Regions from separate parts of the Drosophila melanogaster genome. Here region 1 is linked to region 2. Evidence: chromatin contacts called from public Hi-C data. All regions are on one chromosome and are shown on one strand. The core of a region is the stretch at or near the end of the contact, and the rest is flanking DNA. Distances in the headings are between cores, read along the strand shown. Region 1 holds the start of CG33523. Region 2 holds the start of sif (still life).

What was found. A called contact is a pair of places that touch in the nucleus more often than the background predicts.
Region 1: a Hi-C map of the Kc167 cell line shows a contact between it and region 2, with 1.7 times the contacts expected there. A contact is called at or near these places in 2 of 107 Hi-C or Micro-C datasets (the Kc167 cell line and brain).

Annotation. Positions count from the first base shown.
Region 1 is chr3L:5,920,044-5,926,289 of dm6, forward strand. It overlaps CG33523, which reads left to right and starts at 3,819. Exons shown (of 7, transcript NM_001274528.2): 1 at 3,819-4,152; 2 at 4,794-5,279; 3 at 5,358-5,581. The coding sequence starts at 4,062. CG32407 reads left to right here and starts at 2,012. Exons shown (of 3, transcript NM_168147.2): 1 at 2,012-2,690; 2 at 2,764-3,249; 3 at 3,313-3,524. The coding sequence starts at 2,603. The coding sequence ends at 3,464. It overlaps PXo (P[[i]]-sensitive XPR1 orthologue), which reads right to left and starts at 1,273. Exons shown (of 6, transcript NM_139743.4): 1 at 1,094-1,273; 2 at 1-708. The coding sequence starts at 1,162.
Region 2 is chr3L:5,653,191-5,660,281 of dm6, forward strand. sif (still life) reads left to right here and starts at 4,723. Exons shown (of 35, transcript NM_001104049.4): 1 at 4,723-5,100; 2 at 6,239-6,491. It overlaps lin-28, which reads left to right and starts at 1,491. Exons shown (of 5, transcript NM_139726.2): 1 at 1,491-1,856; 2 at 3,129-3,265; 3 at 3,415-3,563; 4 at 3,633-3,783; 5 at 3,846-4,194. The coding sequence starts at 1,790. The coding sequence ends at 3,929. Sse (Separase) reads right to left here. Exons shown (of 7, transcript NM_079211.3): 6 at 6,924-7,091; 7 at 6,510-6,867. The coding sequence ends at 6,689.

The DNA of each region.
Region 1 (6,246 bases), core at 2,569-5,068, 270 kb after region 2:
TCCGGCCCGCCAGTTCTCGCCGAATCCGTAGAACATGGCAGCGATCACAACCGTAATGAAGAGCACCACAAAGGCGCCAGAAAAGAGACCAACCTTGAAGGTCGTCCAAGGACTCTGCTGTTCGCCCAGTGGTGGTACCCTCAACCGCTTCATTGCCCTCTGACGATCTCCTCCCTCGATGTCCTGGGTAACAGCCTGCTCCGTCTCCTGGATCAGCCGATCAATGTCCTTGTTGGTGTAAAAGTGGGCTGCCTCCACGTGATCCGTGCGCCAACGTGCACCATAGTCGACGCTCAGCAACTTGTCGTGCTTCTTAAGTATCTTACGGAAACCCGTGAAGTTGAGGTTCTGATAGTTCTGGAGCAGTATCAGTCCCAGATAAAATTCACTAAATGCCAACTTGAGATCCTGTATCTTGCGCGCCGGCACATTCTTCTTGCCCAGCGGCGTTCGCCTCTTCCACGCGGGCAGTTTCTTTGGGTGTCCCATTTCCAGGGCTTCGGTCAACTCGCTGCGCAGACTGCCATATTTGCGTGTCGCCTCGGCCATCTTCTCCGAGTAGAATGTGTTGATCTTGGCCAGCTCCTTGTCGCAGTAGTGAAAGAACTCCTCATCGAATTTGGCAAAGTATCGCGTCACCATCTCGCGCTCCACGAGTTCTGCGGAGGGCGATTGTTCGATGGCTGCATACAGCATGGCTTTCATTTCCTAAAAAATGATAAGAAATATTTTAATAAAATTTATTTATATATTTTGATAAATCTCTTAAACAAAGGACCTATACTTTTGGCCCCCACTGTATCTATATATCTCCTGCTCATCGTATCGTGTGTTTTCACTTTCTCGTTCTTTTGCCACCCCACTCCACCCAGCCCATCCTCTCTTGTTTACGTCCGAGGAGAGCAAAACACAGAATGCCGCTCAACAGGGCGCATGCGCGTTGAAAGCTCTACCGTTTGACAGTTGGATGCCACAGCTGATGGGGCACGTGACGTCACAGCTGGCAGAGTGACAGCGGGAAAAGCACACTCGTCCGTGTATCTCACGGATACATATTTTTCTGCACCTTCAAACGGCGATTTTCGGCACTCACCTCATAGTTAATGTACTGCTTTCGCCACTCGGGCGTTATGTGGGCCGTCAGGTGCTCGGCGAACTTCATCTCGGGAATTGGGGGGATCTCACAACTGGCTGCACTGCATCCGCATCCGGATAAATGGCGAGGACGTGGTCGCACTAGAAACGCACGTTTTCACGTAAACATCACAACTGGGCCAGAAGAGAACAGGCAGCGAAAGTTCTTGGATTTCGATTTGGCTTGGGATGGTGGTCCAAATGGCGGGGGTTTCGGTTGCGAGGAATCGAGCTTTCGATATGTAAATTTCTTCGGTTTTGTTATTGTTAGCTGTTGCCTCCCATCTCTTTTCAATGTCAACAATAAAACAACAACAAACGCGCAACACATATTGCACATGATTTGATTTTATTAAATGGCCAATTCATAAATTAAGAAACAATTTATTTAACGGAATGTATTGATTTTTTGATTACACTATATATTTAAATATAACAACTTCTTCATAATTGGTAATGCCAATTAAAAAAAGTCTGTAAGTAAGCAACTGTTGTGCACTTAGTCAAATATAATAAAAATAACACCATTTGTAACAAATGCGCATTTTTGCTAAGACTTGCTTACTTTAACTAGTCTACAAAATGTTTATATTTTGAACTCTGGTCCTTAATAAACTGTATATTCAGTACAATTTTTGCAATTATAGAATAGTACACCTTTAATCCCTCTGGCTGGCTAATAAATTAAAGCTCATAAGGTTGATAAGATTAAAATGTGGGCTATTTTTGCTTAGCAATATATATGTGCAATTAGAATGCAATCTAAAAACAAAAAAAAAAAGTTTGTTATTATGCAATAACCGTTGCTCTTTGATATCAATTACAGCCACCGCAATCAGCGACTGTCAATTGATTGGGAATAATCGAGCCCAGTAGACTTAGCTTCCCACATCGAGACGAGATAAGCCGCAAAGAATTTCCACAGCTAAATGCGAGATACTAGGATACTACGAGATACGTCATATATCGCAAAGAAAACCACAGCGAGTATCATAAAAACCAAGTTCCCGAAGAGTCGCCTGCACAAACCTCATAAACATTGCCAGTTTCCCCCGTTTGTTGCTCTTATCGCAATTGACGGGATCCCCTACTTTTTGCCCCTCCCCTCCTCCATGAGCTGTTCTGCGGGCTTCAATATTGATTAAAGAACGGGCGGCATGCGGTTGCCCCTTCCAGTGCCCCCACCACTTGCATTGAGTCATTTACATGATCGTCGGGAAAGCAGAGCACAATTGGAGAACAAATGAAAACGCCTCTCGACGAGCGCAACGACGAGCGTTTGGGGCAGTGCTGGCTGTCAGTCGATGATTAGCCCGCTCGCAGGTTAGACATTCCGCTCCCAGATAAAGAAAACTACCCCCCCGAGCTCGTCCACGAAAATTGTTTTCAAATAGATAAGAAATCGGCATAAATTTGAAGCTGACTGCAGAAGACATTTCAATTGGTTCACGCAAAGCCAAGCAGCAACATGCCTTCCGATCAGGATCCGACTCCAGAGCAGATAAGCCAAGTCAAGACTAGCATTCTGCAGAGATTGGAGAAAGAGCCGCCAGCAGGTAAGTTAGGGCAGTCGAAAGAATCACATCTAATCTGGTATATACATACATACACATACAATCCCAAAAATAGAACCATTCCATCCCAACGATCTAAAGCGAATTACGGACAGTGACCTTTGGATCACCAAGCTACTGCAGGTCTATGACTTCGATGTGGAGAAGTGCATCACGAGGTTGTGGGATAACCTCGCGTGGCGGAAGAGCTTTGGAGTTTACGACATCACCGAGGCAAACCTTAATCAGGAGTTTCTAAACGATGGCTCCATCTATGTGCACAACAAGGATAGGGACGGAAAACCGCTGCTGATCCTCACCATCAAGAAACACTCGAAGAGCCGCAATCAGGAGGATCTACTGCGCATCCTTGTCTTCTGGATTGAGCGTTTGCAGCGGGATAGTAACCTGGACAAGATTACCATTTTCATGGACATGACTGGCGCCGGTCTGAGTAACTTGGACATGGGCTTCATCAAGAGCATCATCGGAGTGTTCGAGACCAAGTATCCGTATGTGCCTAACTATATTCTGGTACATGATTTGCCTTTTCTGCTAGATGGTATGTAAACATTGTGGTATCTGTAAAGATCAGCATATTGAAAGGATGGTTTTCTGTGTTTAGCTGCCTTTAAATTGGTGAAGACCTTCCTGCCCCCCGAAGCGCTGAAGATCCTTAAGGTGACCACCAAAAAGGACATCGATCAGTATGTGGACAAGGATAACTGCCTGAAAATCTGGGGCGGTAATGATGACTACGTTTACAAATTCGCCTAAACAACTTGCCCAACAACTTTGTATTATAGTGTAAATAAAAATACGATATTTATTGACCATACCGCATAGTTGTTTTTATTACTCCAGCGAAAAGCTTTGAAAGCTTTTCGTAGTGCTTCCACTCGAGCTAATTGCAATGCAGGTGGCATACCACCCACACGATCACGATCCATTGCAGCAACTCGCGGGTGGGAGGTTGGCTTGGTGCTGGGTGGCTTGCCCTTTTCGGAGGCCCATTATAGTACCGCGCAGAACCAGGTGCTCCACATTCAAGCCGCACGCCGGCCGACTGCTAACGATCGCCGCGATATACGATCGTGGCTAGCCGCTGGCAGCACCGTTAGTCGGATGTTCAGTTTGCCGCACACGCTCGTGGAACGCACTTGGATAGCGCTCCGTAGTTCTCGCTGTAGTACCTCAACCTTTTGTACCTTCACCTCTGCTCCCCGTTAAGCACAATCTAATCACACTGAAAGTCGATTTCTGATAGGGCGCCAAGCGATAGGAGGAGCACCGCTTTACCCATTGGAATTCAACTTGAATGCTTAGTCTTGCCACAAGCTTGGTAGCGAACGAGTGCGAAAACTAACTGGCAGCATGGGCGTCAAGGTCAAGGAAACGACACCCCAGCAAATCGAGGAGCTGCGCGATAGGTTCAATCGCAAATATGCCTCATCCCCTCCGGCAGGTGAGCTAATCCCAAGCAAATGACGGATACAAGGTGCAACTAGCGGCTCTAATAAATTATGTGCGACTGGGTTTATGATAGCTGGCAGGTTTTATTCCGTAATTACCAGATATGTATATAGCTGCGTTCGGTTAGTAGTATTTTTTATATGATTCATTCCAGCTGTCTTATTTGTAGTGCAAATTCTCCAATTAGTAGGTGAATAAATCAAACAGACCCGCCTTTCCCAATGACTTGGCTGTTCCAAGTGCACTCAAACGAAAGCTTTGAACTTGAGACCTGAGCTATAGCTTCTCAAAGTACTTAATATAGAATTGGGTATGGACTACCTATGGACGAAAGGTTAAGTATCAGCAGTCAAAGATTAAGCACTTCTGAATGTTTTAATAGATTAGAGTTTCATTTGCTTAGTTCTTCAACTTTATGCTATCGATCCTCTTCTTATCTTGTCCAAATTTAAATTCACCCCTTATACATATGTTCAGAGATTAAAATCAAAATTTCATGAGCTAAACATCAGAAGAGCTGAGATATGATATTGTAACAATACACAATAAGCTACATTATCTTCAATAACTATATATAAACACAGATAAGAATCCAATAATTTTATTATTGTTTTACATGATTCGCGCTGGTAGCACCTTTCCATCCGACCGATATTGATCGTATTCGCAACGATCATCTGTGGCTTCAAAGGTTTCTGGAAATGTATGATCTCGACATGGAGACCTCCTTTAATTCGCTGTGGGAAACCTGTATCTTGCGTCAGTCAACTGGGGCAAACGATATCGATGAGAGCGAGTTGAACCAGGAGTATTTGAAGGAGGGATCCGTGTTTGTGCACAACACTGATGTGGATGGCAAGCCGTTGTTGGTATTCCGCGTTAAGATGCACAGTAAGTCCAAGAACCTGGACGAACTGATACGCATCGTGGTGTACTGGGTGGAAAGGACTCAGAGGGAGCAGCATCTGACCCAGTTGACCATATTCTTCGACATGTCGGGCACGAGTTTGGCCTCCATGGATCTGGAGTTTGTGAAACGCATTGTGGAGACATTTAAGCAGTTCTATCCCAATAGCTTGAACTACATTTTGGTATATGAACTGGGCTGGGTACTAAATGGTAACTATCATCTTTGGGAGTCATTTTTTCACTTTGAACATTAACCATGACCATGACCTTTTGTTGTTTTTCTACTAGCTGCTTTTAAGGTCATCAAGGCGGTGCTGCCACCCAAAGCGGTTGAGATTTTAAAAATGATATCGAAAAAGGACATCAACCAGTACATTAACAAGGATAACTGCCTGGCCATCTGGGGTGGCGAGGATAACTACGAATTTAGCTTTGTGCCGGAGGCTAAAAAGGTCATTTCCAAACCGGTGGCTGCCAATGCTGGCGATGATGACCAATTCGCGGACAAAAAGGTAAGTTAGTGGTTTGAGTGGGGTATATAGACACAGCTTTTACTACTACACCACCCACAAGAGACCAAATCTCGAGCGCGAGTCGGCGGTTGGGAGTGTCCTTGTGACACGGCTGCACCCGGAAGAAGTCGGTCCCTCGTTCGCCTAATTGCTTTTTCCAAAACCGCACGCGAACCGACGTACAGCGCTCTCTGCCATAATTGATTCACATTCTTGGGACGTATTGATTTAGGGTGCGCTGTTTGCGTGTCCTGCGTGAGTTGCCTGTCCCCAACTGACCACTAACCTTATCCAAGCGAAGGTTTAACTCGTACACTGGGGGAAATATTTGGGATTATCTTCATAGTTTGGTACAAATTAGCCATTTCACTTTGCTTACAAGCTAGATTAATATGTGATATTCAGGTTCAAACTGACATCTTGCGAAAACTATAACAATCTTTTAGGTGCAGCTGCATATTCAAATCATAGTTTTAATCACGAAATCTTCAATTTAAAATTTACAATGGCTCATGCATTTTACGAAACTTTTAAGCATCATATAGATGTATAGATAACATAAAATATAAAATGTTTCCCCCTAATTTTTTTCCCAGTGCACGTGCGCTTTTGTGGGCAGAACATTGTAGTAGCTATTTATAGCCTTTTATTTGACATATTGCTAA
Region 2 (7,091 bases), core at 3,473-5,972:
CAGCGCTCGCCCTTCGGAAATTTCTGATGATTTTCATCTTGTTTGGGCCTCGATTGGTTCATATTACCTTTTTATTTGCGTTACCAATTTTTTACATTGATACCAAAACAAGCTGTGAAACATAAAATATTACTTATAACAATCCTAGTTTTTAAAAACAAATCCTTTTCATAACAAGTCTTCCGTTTATCTAAATGTTGTCAGTAGCAGAAGTTGTTCATTAGATAAACTAAATATTCGAAAACATTTCTGCGACATAGTTATTTATAAATTAGGTCGAACAACTAATTTTAATTTGCCCTACTAATTTCTGGTAATTTTACAAAAATATTCTTCCAAATTTATCCTTCGAAAACATTTTTACTGCAAATCGATCCTGGTCTTGCCAAATTTACGAACCACAAAATGTTCATCTGATGCCTCCCCTGTGCATTTGATCCTCGATACAGTTTCCGCCCTCGGATCGACTGTCATCAATGGCATTGGTCATCGATTTGGCACGCCAGCGTGGCACGTGCCGAAATTAATTGCTACAATCCGGAGTCGCAGGACGAAAAGGGAGGAAGAGGCAGGACGAGCGTTCGCAAATATGTTGCACAATGCAGCTCGGGGGTGCATATTTCATATCAGCCGGCGAGGGGTTGAAATGCATCGAGAATTCACAGCTGCCCGGCACGCGACTTAAGCGAGGGTTGCAGAACGCCAGTTGTGGTGCAGTTTTTTAGTGCAATTTTTTTGGCAGTCACCAATGGGAATAGTTCGCTTTTTAGCGGCATCTTTTTTTTAGGGAAGTGATCAGCCTATCAGGATAAAGCAGGATTCGGGGTGATTAAGTATTTCATTTTATAAATTATTTCTATTTGCACTTTGAGTGAAAAATGGAGGTACAAAGATTTGTTCCTAGATTGGCTATAGTTTTAATAATTTCTCGAATGGTCATTTTAAAGATAGTTACAATTTGAATTTAAACATTTTGGAATTTAAACTATAAGTGCTTACCTATGAGGCTAACAATATAATTGTATAATTGCTAATATAGTCATAAAAAAGTTAATTAAAACCTATTCAGTCTAGTTTGTATAACAGTTTAGTTTCTCAAGTATCCTGAAGTGCGCTAGTCTCACGCACTTTTTTAGTGCCATACAGATGCAGATACATCCCAATCCGAATCCGAAAGTGTGCTCGGCATTTAGGTTCTGAGGTCTTTTTAGTCGACATAGATAAATTTGGCTCTCACTCTAGCGCTCTCTCTCTGCACGTTTTTCGGTGTTTCTCCCCGCGATCGTCATGTAGAGTATCTGTCAGATACATTTACGCGCTCAACTCAAATCGAAACCGAAACGGTGCGAATTCACTCAACTTTCGGCTCGGCGTTTTCCACGCTCACTCACCGACACACCAAGCACACACACACAAGCGCAGAGTCGAATATTGTTTTCAAGATACTGAGCTAAATATTTTTCGGGCCTGCTGCGACCTTCCTAGAAATAGTCAAACGCAACGCGGAGTCAGTGTGACGAAGTGCGTCGTGCGCAGCGGCAGCGTTTTCCTAATTTCCCCTTCGCTGAACCCAAAAATTCGAGAAAGTGCTGTAGCTGTGTTAGTGCGGGCAGTGAAAGATACAGATACAAATACAGATACGGATCTTTGGCCACATGTCTGTTCGTTGGCAGGAAAAACATGCATTTGCAGTGAAGTTTTAAGCAACATTGAATTTTGGAGCGAGTAATCAAACAATTGAAGTGGATTTTAAACTAAGAAAAATAAACTAAAAACCCAAGAAGTCAGCATGGAGAACGTACAGCTGGAAAATGGCTTGGAAAGGAGGACCACCAGCCAGAGTTCCACTTCATCAGGTTTGTTTAGAATATGGAGTAGAGTGAAACTAATTTCCAGCTAATGCATGAACGTCACACGAACGAACGTCTACATTCCCCGCTGCCCACAACAAACGTGTTTTGTGTTCCAAAAAAAGCGACAACAAATTCAATAGGAAATCTTATCAAACTGATTGCTGATTGGCTGTGCGATCGCCCTAATATTTGGTTTCTGTTTTTGTCTGGTTTTTTTTTTTTTTATACTGCGCAGTTCTTTTTTTGCTGGCGTATGTTTTTCTTGGTTTCTGTTGTGTTTTTGCCATTCGCTGATTTGATTTTTTATTGGTAAATTGGGGGGTTTCTATATACAGAGGTGTCATCAACCCCCGAACATTGACCGACTTACCATCACACTTCGATCAAGGACACAGGCAGTCCAGTTGAGGATTATCCTCGCCTCAATGCATTTGAGGCATTAGATCTGCGCAGACTTACAAACCTAATTGAACGGGGAAACCAGTTTGCGGCTTACCTATAAGAAAAGGAAAAGGACACCCAACCATCCCAAAAGGATAATCATGTAATGGTGGTGGTTTGAGTAAAGAATGAAAGATTTTCATTCAATTAGGTTTCTTATCAGACGCAAAAGAATTTCCAAGATCTTAAAAGTCCATTCACGTTCTCGCTGGAAATGAGTAAGAAAATGCTTGAGCAGCACAACGACCTAGAAATGCCAGCGCAACCCCCGAAAATGAAAATTTTAATTCCAGATAAGCCAGAGCACAGGCATGAGAATGCATTCCGAGTATCTGGGCATCTGGGCAATACTACGAGTACACTCAAGTACTAGGGCCCACTTCGACAAATATATAGATAAGCTGGCAGCGAAATGGGAGCGAGCGAAGTGAAAACAATTTATGAATGAATGAATGAATGAATGAATGAGCCAGCCCAAATGGATATGGGCTGGTGCGAGTGTGTGAGTGAGATGAGCCCCTGCTTAGATAATGGAATGAATCCACTCCGCCGCGCCGCTCGTTCAGTTATTTCCGAATATTTCTTATAATAACAACGAAACCTGTTTTCTGCCCTCAATGGGCGTTGAGTTGGGATGGGGACGTGGAGGGCTAGAGAAGAACCTAACCCAAGTTGAACTTGCCTCGCGGCAAATGGGGCAAGGACACGATGAATGTTGTTCAGCTGCCTATTTGCCGCTTGGTCATTTGAATAACAAAACCTTGAACAGAGGGATTCCCAGACAGGATATCGAATTGGGCACCGAACTCAAGTTTCATTTTCTATTCCCTCCAGCGAATCCGGCAAATCTTGCGAGTCCCACCGAGGAATGCGGTTGTGTGCGACTGGGCAAATGCAAATGGTTCAACGTGGCCAAGGGATGGGGCTTCCTTACACCCAACGACGGCGGCCAGGAGGTGTTCGTCCATCAGGTGGGTACTCTCTTTCTTGGATGAAACTGAGGTCTTTCCTTAATGCAAGGCCTTATGTACTATCCGATAGAATATGGAAAATCGGTATAATAATTTAATATTTAATGCATTAATTCAATATAATTCTCATTATAAACGTATGCATATAGAGCGTCATCCAGATGTCAGGTTTCCGATCACTGGGCGAGCAGGAGGAGGTGGAATTCGAGTGCCAGCGCACGTCGCGCGGATTGGAGGCCACCAGGGTGTCCAGCAGGCATGGCGGTAGCTGCCAAGGCAGCACCTACAGGCCGCGAATGTGAGCTCATACCCAATCGTTTAACTAATTTTCCCCATTTTCACCACCTACCCACCAACCACCCAACAGAAATCGCCGGACTCGCCGCATGCGCTGCTACAACTGCGGCGAATTCGCCAATCACATTGCCTCCGAATGCGCTTTGGGTCCTCAGCCGAAGCGCTGTCATCGCTGCCGTGGAGAAGACCATCTCCATGCCGACTGCCCGCACAAGAATGTGGTAAGTGCTCCTCTACGATTCCACAGCCCCATTTCGAGGACTAAGCCCACATCGTTTCGCAGACCCAAAGCCACAGTAATAGCAAAAGCATAAGCAACAATAGCAGCAGCAGTGCAGCCCAAGAGAAGAGCGAGGAGGCCACCTAGGAAGTCCTTGGATCTTGGACTGGTAGTTGGAAGTTAGAAACTTCCTTGACAAGTACAAAATGGAAATCTAAGAAAAAACACGCATCAAATCAAAGAAACCCACGTACAACAAAACTAGCTACTACACTTAGATATTAGCGGGAAGAGACGCGCCCCGAAAACCATCCTATCCTAAGTTTATTTTCTATTTTAACATTATTTTCTAGGAACCATAGTTGCTAAGGTTTTTCACTAGATCCCAAGTAAACGAATTAAGCTAGAGAGCATCCCTTGGTCTGTTTTTTGAAATCGGAGCTTTTGCACCCTGGGGCCGAACTAAAAGCTCTGTGCTGATAAGAAAGTCCTGGTCGCGAGTCACGTGGCCACTGACAACAATGGAGCTTTCCTTGGGGCAACAACAAACAGCTACAAATGGAATCACCATGAAAACGCAGAATCACTGTGTAAGCTTGGAAACCTGAAACCCGCCGCTCCCGGCGCTAAAGTCAGCACCCACCACCCCCTGAAAGTGAAACATAGTGAGCAGCAGCAACAACAAACGGATTGGGCGAGGACATGGCCAGGAGGAGCAGGGAAAGGGAAAGTCCTGCCTTTTTTTGGTCGCTCTCTTTTTCTCTCTCTCTTTTTCTCCAGCTGCCTCTCTGCCTCTTGGCTCTTGGCCCTTTTGGCTGTTTTTGTTGTGGTTTAGTTTGCAACATTTTGTTCGGGCTCGCTCTCTCGCGATTTTTGTCCTTCGCCAAGGAAGCAGGAGCAGGATACCCAAAAGGATGCAACTAAGGCCAGCGTCGAGCTCAGTCTCAGTTGATCTCTGCCAGAGAATTGTTGTGTGCAACGCGGCGGAATTTACATTTACACCATATTAACACAGAAAAATATGAAGACCCAAAAATAAAGGACCCTCAAGTCCAATTATCAAACTTAACCAAAAACAATAACTTAGACAACTAAAAGAATTTCAACAAAGTTAACAAAGCGTTTCAGCAACAAATTTTCAAAAACCCACAAACCCCAAAACCAAAAAAAAAACCATTAAAAAAATTAAAATTACACAAAGTAAACGGAAAAAGTTTGTACAATTTTTTTTTTTTGGCATAAAATGAAAACAGTTTTTCAACGCATAAGTTATACAAATATGGAAAGGAAAAATGCTGGCGAAAACTAAGAGTTCAAGGTTAAAAGAAAATGAGAAAATTACCTTTTTAACTGGGCAAACAATAATAAAGCATCAGCATCCACTGATAGAAAACAATAACAATAACAATAGCAACGTCAACGTCATCGCATATTCATTTGGGCCAAACCACAACCACTCGTACCCACACACAAGCACACACAAGAGCACAACAACACCAACACACCCAGAGGCACACAAACACACACACACACACACACTGGGAATTTACAACCAGATTTACATGGGGAGCGCCTGTTATGTAATATCCTCCTTCTGACGCTGTCTCCTGTCATGTTCCAAGTCCTTGTTCCTTGTTCCCTGTCCCCATTTCTCGATTTCGCGATTCTCGCGTACGTGTGAGTGTGTGTCTGTTTGCGTGTGTGTGTGTTTTGGGGGTGTGGCATGGCATGCACCTCGGATTTGCTGCCCCTACGGGTGCTAATTTGATTTAACTCGCTGCATGGGCACGGCATTGAGACACCACGACGAAGGACGAAGGACACTGGCCGCCCATCCCAGCTATTGGTAAATCATAAAAATAGGGACGCGCCAAGGTGTGTCTGCCTTTTTTTATGGCATGCAAATCGAGGCCGTAACACAAAAAAAGAAAAACACACGCATATTACGCATACGCCGCGCGCTCGGCGATTAGATGGCTGGGAAGAAAAGAAGTTATTGGGTTGGGCCTAATTAACGAATGTGTGTCATAATGCGACAGGCGTTAGTAGGTCAAGTAGATGCGATGCTGGGCGATTGGAGGTCGCCGCAGGTTCGGTGGGGGAAAAGCTCTGGCCAAAAGGGCAACCCGAGGACGAGGATGGGAACGAGGTGAGATGAGTCGCGTTTTTGGAGAGCAAACTGGGCGACAAGCCCGAGTACGAGTGCGAGTAAATAAATATATGGGCGTTTCTGGGCATTCAGGCATTATTGCACATTCGCCCCGTGGACGAGGGTTTAGCCTAATCCCCACTCGCATTTCAATTATATTGCATTTTTATAAATTCTCAATGTTTCCTTCACTCAATATCTTTCTCTCTGACTGTCGTTTGCACCACACTTTCACTTTTTTACTTTACCTCACCCACATTGCGATTTGTACTCGAATTAATGTTTTTCACTCCCTACTCTTGCACAGGCAAATGTAAGAATGAATCTGTACTCTGTATCTGGCATGATTCCAACTAAGGAAAACGAAAACTCTAACCTAAATCAATTAATCTAAATAGTTCTCAAACGGTTTAAAGTTCCAACAACACAATGTACAAAGTCTAAACATGTTTAAAACTTCTACTTAAAACTAAAAACTTAACCGAAATCAAGGACACTTCAGTTAAAGTGCTAAATCCATAAGGAAACATCACTCAATCTTCCAAATAAACTAAGAAAAGGTAAGTGCCTTGGAATTTCTTCCTAATATATAAATGTTTAGTTTATTTTTACTATTCTGAGTGTTACATTTAGCGTTTAATGCAAACTTTGAGCACCACTTTCCACTTGAATGAAGTAGTTCAATTAAATTAAATTATTGTACACAGTTCCATACGCAAAACTTTGCTTAGGGAGATCGACTCCACGACGAAATGAGCTATAAAGGCAGCTTTTCCACGGCCAAATTCCATGCGGGAAGTCCGCGGCACACGTAAATGCAGCAGTTGTAGATATTCGGCTCCACTTTTCCTTGCTGTACGAGAGATAGGATAGAGCACAGGCTGCCCAGATGGTAGTTGGGTTGATCGTTCATGGTGGGCGTGGTTTCATCTTTTCCTAAATTTAAAAGAATTCCTTAAATATGTAACTTAATAATATAAATAAGACATTACCTTTTATAATGCCATTTTTGAGCCAAGGCACCCGATCAATATGTGTCCACGGAATCACTTTGTTATCCCCCGGGGCCAACCAACGACTCAATATTGTCACCGAAACAGTATCCATATTACCATCCAAGGCGGGCATGAGAGTACCAACTATCGAAGGACACAGAGCTC